2 separate regions of the Pan troglodytes genome follow, and region 1 is linked to region 2. A link is a contact called in public Hi-C data. All regions are on one chromosome and are shown on one strand. Each heading gives the region's core, a stretch centred on a gene start, on an enhancer-like site or on the middle of the called end of the contact. The rest is flanking DNA. Distances are from core to core; before and after follow the strand shown.

What was found. Hi-C and Micro-C count contacts between places; a contact is called where the count stands out from the background.
Region 1: a Hi-C map of induced pluripotent stem cells shows a contact between it and region 2, with 4 times the contacts expected there. The contact joins the promoter of NEUROG1 here to the promoter of PITX1 in region 2. A contact is called at or near these places in 2 of 7 Hi-C or Micro-C datasets (both in induced pluripotent stem cells).

The regions. Positions count from the first base shown.
Region 1 is chr4:133,267,788-133,272,645 of NHGRI_mPanTro3-v2.0_pri, forward strand. It overlaps NEUROG1 (neurogenin 1), which reads right to left and starts at 3,153. Exons shown (of 1, transcript XM_003310829.5): 1 at 1,399-3,153. The coding sequence starts at 2,807. The coding sequence ends at 2,094.
Region 2 is chr4:132,773,644-132,778,727 of NHGRI_mPanTro3-v2.0_pri, forward strand. It overlaps PITX1 (paired like homeodomain 1), which reads right to left and starts at 3,061. Exons shown (of 3, transcript XM_001168135.6): 1 at 2,390-3,061; 2 at 1-191. The coding sequence starts at 2,558.

The DNA.
Region 1 (4,858 bases), core at 1,903-4,402, 490 kb after region 2:
TTCTCTATAAATATCATTCACTGTACCAGCTTTGTGTTCAGGACACATTTTCCTGAACCCATTCCCATCTTCCTCTGTACCCTTGCCACCAAATCACTATATTCATGAAAAGAAGAATCCAGTGGGGAAAAAAAAAGATTTTTTTTTTTTGACACAGGGTCTTACTCTGTCATCCAGGTTGGAATGCAGTGGTGCCATCAGGGCTCACTGCAGCCTCTACCTCCCTGGGCTCAGGTGATCCTCCCTCCTCAGCCTACTGGGTAGCTGGGACCACAGGTGCACACCACCACGCTGACTAACTTTTGCATGTTGTCCACAGTAGTCTTGAACTCCTGAGCTCAAGTGATCCACATACCTGGGCCTCCCAAAGTGCTGGGATTACAGACATGAGCCACCATTCCTGGCCGAGATCTGGTCTTAATAATGTGGGGTAACTTGTGAGCTGAGGAAATAGTAAAAGCATTTTAGGAACTACCTCTTGTAATTACCCACATTCTAAAATTTTAAAACAAAAACTGCTACTAGCTGATGCTGTTAGCTAATTGTCAGACAACAGACAAACACACTGCAGCCAGAAAAATCCCCACTGAGTTTGGGCAGCTGATTTCTCTGGCATCAAATGAAAGCTTTAGCTATTGCCCCTGAGGCCTGGCTGAGCAAGCCCTGCACCCGAGCCCTCCCTCTGTGTGCCCCCCCCTTCCCCACCACTATGGGCCACAGCGGGTGTTAAGTGTGTGTGTGTGTGTTGGGGGGATGGGGGTTGAGAAGAATGCAGGCACCCTAGCTCACAATCTTAGGCAGCTACACACCCCACTCAGGACACCACACCAGCATGATTCATCCCACACCTCACAGACAGGGTGAACTCGGCCTCAATGGACAACAATTTGGAGGCATTGTTTACAAATTAATTTCCCCCTCTAAATAGGCTGTTATAAGAGTGGACCCTTCTGCTTGCCTAGCCTAGGCCCACCTGTCACTGGGACTTCCTAACCAGTGATCACACTGTATTGATCTTTTTAATCCCCTCTCTTTGAAACACAGAGCCAGCTGATGTGGAGTTCCTCAAAAGAAAGACTCTCCCACTGCCCCTACCTCAACAGGTAGCTGCGGATCCGGGGCTAATTCCCTACTAAAAAGTCTTAATTGGCTTATGGGGAGCCTGAAAGATCTCCCTTGTGTTTACAAGGTGAAAGGAATGACAGATCCCAAATGCCCTAGTCTGTCTTTATCCGTTTCTTGGTGGAAATCAGGTGCGTTTTATTTTTAAATTGTTTTTGAAACAGGAACGGAGGCTTTGGAGGTGAGTGGGATAGTGTTTCACTTTAGTGGTTGAGCCAGCAGGGAAAAGCAAGAAAAGCCCTAGAGACACTAATATTAGGCAAGAAACTTGGCGACTTATTTTTAGTTTTTATTTACAGGAAGCGTCTGCAGTACAAAAATGTAAACTTTGATAGCTCATAATAGAATAAACTCTTTATGTACAAAAATACATTTTCATATGAATGAAGCATCTTGAATAAATTAAAGTACTCTCCAGCCCTGTGCCTGAATAGCTAAGCAAGAGTCTCCAGTTCTTCCTAGAGCGAGCCTGCAGTGGTGGGGGTCGGGATCCATAATGCATGAAGCCCACTCCTTGTCTCTGCTTTTTAAGCCTTTTCATTGTATTGTCAGCCGGCTCAAACCGAATTTTCATGCTCGTTTTTCTTCATTAGAGTTCTACAAATTGTAAAATTGACTTTTCACCTCGTCTTCAGGGGCTGATCTGTCCCTTTTCTAAATCACACTGAAGTGGTGGCTGGGGTCAGTTCTGAGCCAGTCACAAAGGAGGTTTTGTGGAGTTCAGAAAGTGCAAAAGGAAAGGCCGTCTAGGGGCGGGCAGGAGGGGCGCTGGGCTGAGGGCCGGAGAAACAGACCAAGAAGCATCCGCCGCGAGGGTGCGGCGACCTAACAAGCGGCTCAGGTATCCCCGACTGCTTTAAAGCTCCCGCTTCCTCCCTCCGCCTGGAGAGGGGGTCCCGAGGCGGCAGCTGGGGCCCCATCTATTGCCTGCTGACTAGGGGAGGGGGAAAGTAACGGTGTCTATAAAGGGCCTAGTGGTAAGGGATGAAACAGGGCGTCGTGTGGAGCAAGTCTTTGGGCAGGCTTGGGAAGGAGAAAACAGGGTCGCCGGGGCGGTAGGTGAAGTCTTCGGAGGCGGCTGGGCTACTGGGGTCAGAGAGCGGGGAGGCGGCGGCGGCACCTGAGCCCCAGGACTCCGCGTCGCTGGCGGGGCTTGGGGGACCGGGCAGGCAGGGGACGCACTGCGGCGGCAGGAGGCGCTCCCGGGCACCGCCTCCGGGCAGCCCTTGATCCGCCAGGCGCAGTGTCTCGGCCAGAGCCCAGATGTAGTTGTAGGCGAAGCGCAGCGTCTCGATTTTGGTGAGCTTGGTGTCGTCGGGGAACGAGGGCAGCACGCTGCGCAGTGCGTCCAGGGCCGCGTTCAAGTTGTGCATGCGGTTGCGCTCGCGATCGTTGGCCTTGACGCGCCGGCTCCTGCGCAGCGAGTGCAGCAGCGCCTCGGAGCGGACCCGCGTCCGGCCGCGGCGCCGCCGCCTCTCCTGCTCGTCGTCCTGTGCCCCTGGAACCTCAGACGCCCGGGAGATATTGGGCGCGCCCCTGCGGGCCGGCGCGGGCGGCCCCGAAGCGGAGGCTGCCTGTTGGAGTCTGGCACAGTCTTCCTCGTCGGTGAGGAAGCCGGATAGGTCACTGCCGCTGCTGCTGGCGCAGTCGAGGTCGGAGATGCGGGTCTCAAGGGGGGCTGGCATCGTTGCGCTGTGCAGGACCGACGGACAGATAGAAAGGCGCTCAGAGCGCTGCAGCCCGGACTGAGGGCAGAGCCGCCAGGGCGCACTTACGTTCCCAACAGCCTGGGGTTGTTACTCTGTGCCAGTTGCGGGTGCGAGAGCCTGGAAGGGTGCAGGGGCGCACGGAGAACTTGGCCTGGCCTCCTCGCCTCGCCTGCAGGGGCCACGCGCCCGGCCGGTCTCCTGAGTGATGTCGCCGGCGATCAGATCAGCTCGTGTGAGCACCGAGTGTGGCACACGACTGGCCTCAGGACCCCTTAAGTACCCGGCGCAACAATGGGCGCCCCCCTCCCTTGCCACCTCCGCCCCCGCGGCAGCCCGGGTGAATGGAGCGAGGCGGCAGGTCATCTCCGTGCAGCGCCCGGGTATTTGCATAATTTATGCTCGCGGGAGGCCGCCATCGCCCCTCCCCCAACCCGGAGTGTGCCCGTAATTACCGCCGGCCAATCGGCGGCGTCGCGCGGCCCCCGGAGTCGGCTCGGGCTAAGCCGGCCAGGGCGTCTCTAGGCAGTGAACAGAGGCGGGGGCGGCGGGCGATTAGCGGCCGAGGCACGCTCCTCTTGGGGCGGGCTGGACGCCCCTCGCTGGGGTGGGACGGGGAGGCGGGGCGCGAGCGCGAAAGTGTGAGCCGCCCAGTGAGTTGCGGAAACCTGGAGGGTACTTGGAGTTTGGCTTCGCATCCCCTCTCCAGCTGCTTAGTGGTCGCGTGACTTTGGACGAGTAATTTAACTTCCCTGAGCATTGCTTTCCCCACCTGTAAGATGAGACAAAAGTTTACCCTGTGGAGGATGATCAGATATAATGTTTGTGGAACACTAAATGTGCAGCATCCGCTGAACAGGGTGAAAATCATTTTTAAATAGACTGGAGAGTGGCCATGCCAGAGGCACAGGGCGCAGGGCAAGGATAAGTGTCGCTGCTCCGTTCAGGCTGATGAAGAAACGGGAAAGAATCTGTTGACCTTCATCTGGGGAGTGCGAAGAGGAGAGTGGAAAAGAGGATCGGGTGATTTCCCAGGTTGCCTTGAGTCTTGGTCTCACCCTTCCCTTCTTTCCCTTCCCTTCTCCACCCTCCTCCGCACCTCTGCCCACAAGTCACCTCAAGATTCTTAATAAGAATTAATAATATGAGAATTTATATAAATAATAATATGAGAATATAATTATTAATATGAGAATTTCCTTTTCTTCGGCGTTCCTGAAACCTTGCCTGCCCCATGCCCGGAGAAATCCGTTGCACACCGTCTCTTGAAGCCCTGCTTGCAGCCTCTGTGGCCCTCTTCAGGTCGAGCCAGCCAGGGGATCCAGCTCCCCTGGCCCGAGAGAGAGCTGGCCTCTGGAGGGCAGCAGGTGACAGTGGAACCCCTTTCCTCCAAACCCCCTCCCGCCTTCGGTGTCTTAAACTCGCCTATTCCAGCAGGTCTTCCCTCTGCTTGTCAGGAGTTACTTTTCTCTTGTCACCTACACTCACCCAGGAGCCACAGTGGCCCAGACATCACCCAACTTTGTACTTGGAGGATAAATAGTAAGGAACAGCACTCGATTATAGGATGAGGGTATTAAAAACAAAATGAGCAGCTTTCAGCAAAGTGCCTGCCCCCCACCTGATATCCAAGTGGTAGCCTCAGGCCGGATGCCTGGCCTGCTGCCCTGGGAGCCTAGCTGACTCTTTGGGTTGGGGGGGGATTGGCCCCTTTGAGAAAGGGGGCTGTGTAGTGGCAGTTCCCACCTCGACTCACTGACCAGCGCTTGCCTTCTGGCTCAGGGGACTCTGCCCAGCTGTCCCCTTCCCCGACTGCACCCTGCAGGTACCCCTGATCTCAGTGGAAGGCTAGGACACAGTCATATATAAGGGCTTGAGATTTATTAGAAGTCACAGCAAGTGGCTTCGACCAGCTCACTCAGGAAAGGGCAGTTGTTGGATGGATACGGGGGCTTCTCAAGAACTCAAGGGCTTCGAGGACTTGTGTAAACCAGCAGGAGCCCAAGGGTCCTCTCTCTGCCCCCCACCTC
Region 2 (5,084 bases), core at 1,811-4,310:
CTCCCTCATGCTCATGTCGGGGTAGCGGTTCCTCTGGAACGTGGCCTCTAGCTCTTGCAACTGCTGGCTTGTGAAGTGCGTACGTTGCCGCCGCTGCTTCTTCTTCTTGGCTGGGTCGTCTGCGCCGCCGCAGCCCGTGCCTCCCGCACCACTGTCCTCGGGCCCCTTGGGTTCCCCGCCGCGCTCCTTCTCTGCAGTAGGCAGGACGGGGAGCGGGTCACCTGGGCTTACGCCCCGTTGCACCCCGTCCCGGCTCCACCGAACCGCTCGCCACCAGCGCTGGCGGTCTTCCCTCCCTCCCTCCCTCTAGGGTTCCTGGGAACTGTCCCCACTGGAAAGCGCCCGCCGGGTGCTGGTCGTCAGTAGGCACCTCTAGTCTGGTGTGCCGCGGAGAAGAGCCCAAGAATCGGAGCTGGAGCCGCGGGCCTGCGTTCCTGGCTGGGCAGGGCCTGCACCCTTAGCTCGGCTCAGATTCTGGCCCTGCTGCTGATGTTCCCAGCAAATGTATGCTTTTTGTTTGTTTGTTTTGCGAGCTCTTAGGGGGTCTAAATCTGAGGGGGTCTCTGCTTTTCTGAACTAGGATCAGATCTTTCCAGCCTAAAGCCCCTCCACTTTCTTCTCCTCAGGGGTGTATGGGAGCCCCACTGGGCAGGCACAACACAGCCGGGTTCTCGGCCTTGCTTCCAGGCCTCCAGTCCCAAAGCCTAGAAAACCCCACCAACTGCAGCCCAGACAGACAGACTCTGTCTAAGTGACCTCGGGCTTTAGTCTGTCTCTCTTTGAAGCTACACAAAACACACGCAGTCATAGAAACATTAATACATAAAGAAAAAGAGTTTAAAAACAAAACACAGAAGCCCAGAAAAGCTCACAGCTCTATGCCTAAAGACACTGAAAGGGCCACAAATTCTCAAAATCAGACAGGAAGAAACACAGAGCAAATGTAAATTAAGAAGCCAGAAAGCTCCGTACAAACACACCCCTAACTAAATACAGAGCTGTAAGTGTATAAACTCCAGGTTGACAGAAGCATTTATTTCTCTGGGATTTAAAAAAATAATGTACCGTTGTAGATAGATTTTTAACTCCTTCCCAATAAGGCCCTTGTAGAGATAATTTTTAAATCCCAGAGAAACACATTATAGTTAGATAATTTAAATTCCCCAAATAACACCACTGTAAATGGATTTTGAGAAAATTCCGGAGAAACGCGCCATTTTGGATTGACTTTTTAAAATCTCCGGAAGAATAATGTTGCATGTAGATATTTTAAATTCCAGACCTACACTTCGTATGTTAATTCTTTCAGAATCGAAAGATACAGTTAAAATTAATTCATCCTCATAGATTTGGTTCAAAAAATCAATCTACGATTATATATCTCTCTAGGTTTTAAAAATAAAACCAACCAAAGACCGCGCTTAAAACTTTTGAAAACAAAAGTATAGTTCAGCGTTGATTATGTTTTAACCAAGCAAACAACTTCTCAGAAAAATCACTTAGGGATGCAAAAGAGAAACAGATACTAAGAAAGTGGAGAGAAACATTCAGCTGTGTATTAAGAAATGAACGCAGAAGAGGCGCCCACACCGGGGAGCTCGGAGCCCCTCGGGAACCCAGCCGGCTGCGCTGGGCAGCGGATTCGCTGCCCCACTGCCCGCGCCGGCCACCCGCGGGCCCAGTTCGCTGCTGGAAAAAAGCTCCAGCTCGGACAAAAAAGGCAGCGCGGAGGGAGACGCGCAGGAGCCGGGGCGGGGGCCAGAGCCGGGCTGCTCCGGGCTTCGGCCGCGCACGTGGGCCGGATCCCTTGATCGGGGTTCCGGCTGGCCTTGCTGGGAGTCCGGCCGCGCCTGTTGGCCCGCTCGCCCTCACCGTCCTCTGTGTCTCCCTTCTACTTGATGACCCCTCTCCCCCCGTTTACCCTTCCCGCCCGCCCCTTCTCTTTGGTCTCTTTCATTCTGTCGTCTACTGTCACGGTGTTAACCTCCCTGTCTCTCTGAGTGCGTTCTCTCGCCCGTCACCCCTATTCCTTTCTCGGTCTCCTCCTCTCCCTTCGTCCGAGCCGCTCCTTAGCGCCCAGTTGCGCAAATCAAATTTTTTCCCGTTCTATTTACTCCTGATCAAGAGGGGCTGTCAGTCCAACCCTCCAGCTGTAGGCTCGTGCATCTGCCAGTCTCTTGGCGCGTGGGGACCGCGTGGAAGTGCCTTCGCGTGTGCGTAAGTTTCCGCGTTCACCGTCAGGTCGAGAACGGGAAAAAGAAAGCTCCTGACGCTTCTGGGGCGGAGAGGGAGCTTGGTTGCGCGGCGCGGGCGTCAGGCCCTGCTCCCAGCTCCCCGTGCTCCGCGCCCGGGTAGGCTCTGTGCGCGCCGCGCGGGGAACGGCGCTTACCTGGCAGCTCCGTGTCAGACGACTCGCTGGCGGAGTTCTCGAGCGGCTCGCGGGGGTCGGCGGGCCGGGCCAGGTGGAAGGCGGGCCCCATGTCATGGGGTGGCGGCGGCGGCGGCCGGAGCCCCTCCGGCAGCCGCTCCAGGCTCATGCCCCCCTTGAAGGCGTCCATGGAGGTGGGGACCGCGGCGGGCGCTCCAGGGGCCGGGGCTGGGCGCGCCCCGCCGCCCTGGCTGCGACCTGCGGGGACAAGAGCGCAGCGCCTAAGCGGCTGCCCTCCAGGGCTGCCGGCGCCTGCAGCGACGCCGTGCCCGCCCCATGGACCGCCCGGGGCTGCGGCGCCGGGCTGGCAGAGGCGGCGGCAGCTTCTCGCGACCGGGCGCCTGGCTCAGCGCTCCGCGCTGCGCTCCTGCCGCTCGGGCCTCAGCCGCTCGGGCCTCAGCAGCCCGGCCGGCCCCGGCTCCGGCTCGCGATCCGGGGCCGGTTTCTAAGGCTCCGGACGGCGCCGGCAGAGTCTGTCTTAAAGCGACAGCGCGCACAGCCAGGTTCCAGCAGTCCCTGCGCCAGGGGTGCTGGGTGGGGTGGGCCTGGGTGGGAGGGGGCTGGGGAGGGAGCGAGCGAGCGAGGGAGCGCGGGCGGAATCCAGCCCCAAGCCGCCCGCGCCGCCGCGCCCTCTCTGCCGCCCTCCCTCCCTCCCTGCCTCGCCCGCGCCCTCCCCCTCCGCAGCCACCTTCCCGCCGCCTCCCCGCCCCCCGCGGCCTCGCCGCGCCTCTCCCTCCTTCCCCGGTGACACACCGAGTTCTCCCTCGGCCTCACAAAAGAAACGCATCTGGCCTGCAAGTCCCGGGCGGCTCGTGCACACCTCAGGCCTCAAATGACTTGTTTCGCCTAGAATCAACTCCCGTCTCGGCCGCCTCGAAGTCCCCAGCCCTGGCGAGAACAGCCCAGGATGAGTGAATGTTTGCCGAACAGGATCGCACCGAGCGGGCGCCTTCGAGCCAGCGCCGGGGCGGGGGCAGAGCCCGGGGCCCGTTCCGGCAGCTCCCAGCGGTGTCCTCGTCGAGGGGCCGCCTGCCCCTCCTTCTCCAGCCTCTTCTCCCGGGAACTCAGCCCGGCTGAGTGACAGCAGCCTGCGCTCTAATGGGCCCCCGGATGCTGCCTCCTAATTAGCTTGGACCTTCTCCCCTAAGGCTGCTTCTCAGGCCTCCCTCTCTGCACCGCAGTCAATTTTCCGGGATTGGGATAGAAATGATGGCTTCTAATCAGACGAAACGTTTCTGCTGGCTCTAGGCGTTTGGAGAATGCAGAAGGAAGACCCCAAGGATCCCAGCCAGACCCCACAGCCTCTTGTACCTCTCCCCTTGTTTTACACCTTACGCCTTGGCCAAATGGGCCAGGCCTGGCCTTGGCAGGCATGGGGTTGGCCTTGGCAGCCTTTGCCCTCCTTCAGGGTAGCTTTGTCCCAGCCTGGGGCCTGCGTCCTGGCTTCCCAGGGCTTCAGGCACAGGCCTGGTAAGCCAGGTGACTGCTGTCTCCCAACCCTAGGCCAGCAGCCCAGGAAGCCCTCAGTCTTCCAGTTTCTCTCCCACACAGTGGTAGCTGAGCTGCAGCTCCAATGGGCCTTCACTGGGCACAGGCAAAGACATTACTCTCCCACTCCTAAGAGTGATTCCCTCCTCGAGTCCTTGCACGTAGGTGAAGTTTGTCGAAGGATTTTGCTCAACAATTGTTAGCTGGCCCCGAGACCTCAGCGTCTTGAGCAAACAGGCCACAGCTGGGGCGGCAAGGCGCCGCCCTGACCTGCTCCTCTGGCCATAGGCGGACCCCAGACTGCCCTCTGCCCCTCACCTGTGATCAGCTCCACCAGACACAGCAACCCAAGGGAGCTGCGCCAGGATTGTCTGCCTGGGAAAGAAGCAGGGAGGTGTCCAGTGTCCTCACCCCAAAACCCAGTGCCTCCTCAACTCCTGGGTGGGTGGCACTGACTGCGCAGGTATCAGCGTCTGGGGCACTCTGCAGGTTCTGCCTTTGAGTCCTCGCCTTACCCCTTCCCATCACAGGGAGACACCCAGGGTCAGCTGAGCTCCTTGTGGGGGCTGCTGGGGCCAGGGTCAGGCATGCAGGGTGGAACCAGGCCTGCCTTCCATTCCCTCCACGTTAGTCCAAAGCACCCCCACCCCCACCCCCATCCCCACCCCCACCCCCATCCCCATCCCCATCCCCATCCCCTGCTCTGGGCCGTGGAGAGACAGCACAGCTCCTTAGGGCCTGGTCCTTTCTCACTGTGGGTCTGTGACCACAGGATGCAGGGTCTGAGGCCAGAGGGAGGACACTTCTCAGGGGTTTGGACTGGGGAGGCTCAGTGACTCCTGCCTTCTTCCAAGCTGAGATCTCCCTCCATGAAATGAGTCTTGGCTACGGGGAGGGGAACATGGGGAAGCACAGTTGCCCAGCATTTGCTCTCAGCCCCACCTTTGCCATGTTTCTTGGCCACCTTTACCACGAGTCTCCTGCAGTAGAAGATCCCTCCTTTCAAGGAGATATTCAGGTGTTGCAGCATGCTAGGGAGTGTCCCTTCACACACCATTCTCTTTTTAGCTGTCTTACCAAAAAGAACAGCCTGAATGCAGACAGCATGGGGGCACGCACACACACACACATCCTGTACATCCATGCGGAGATGCTGTACACACACATG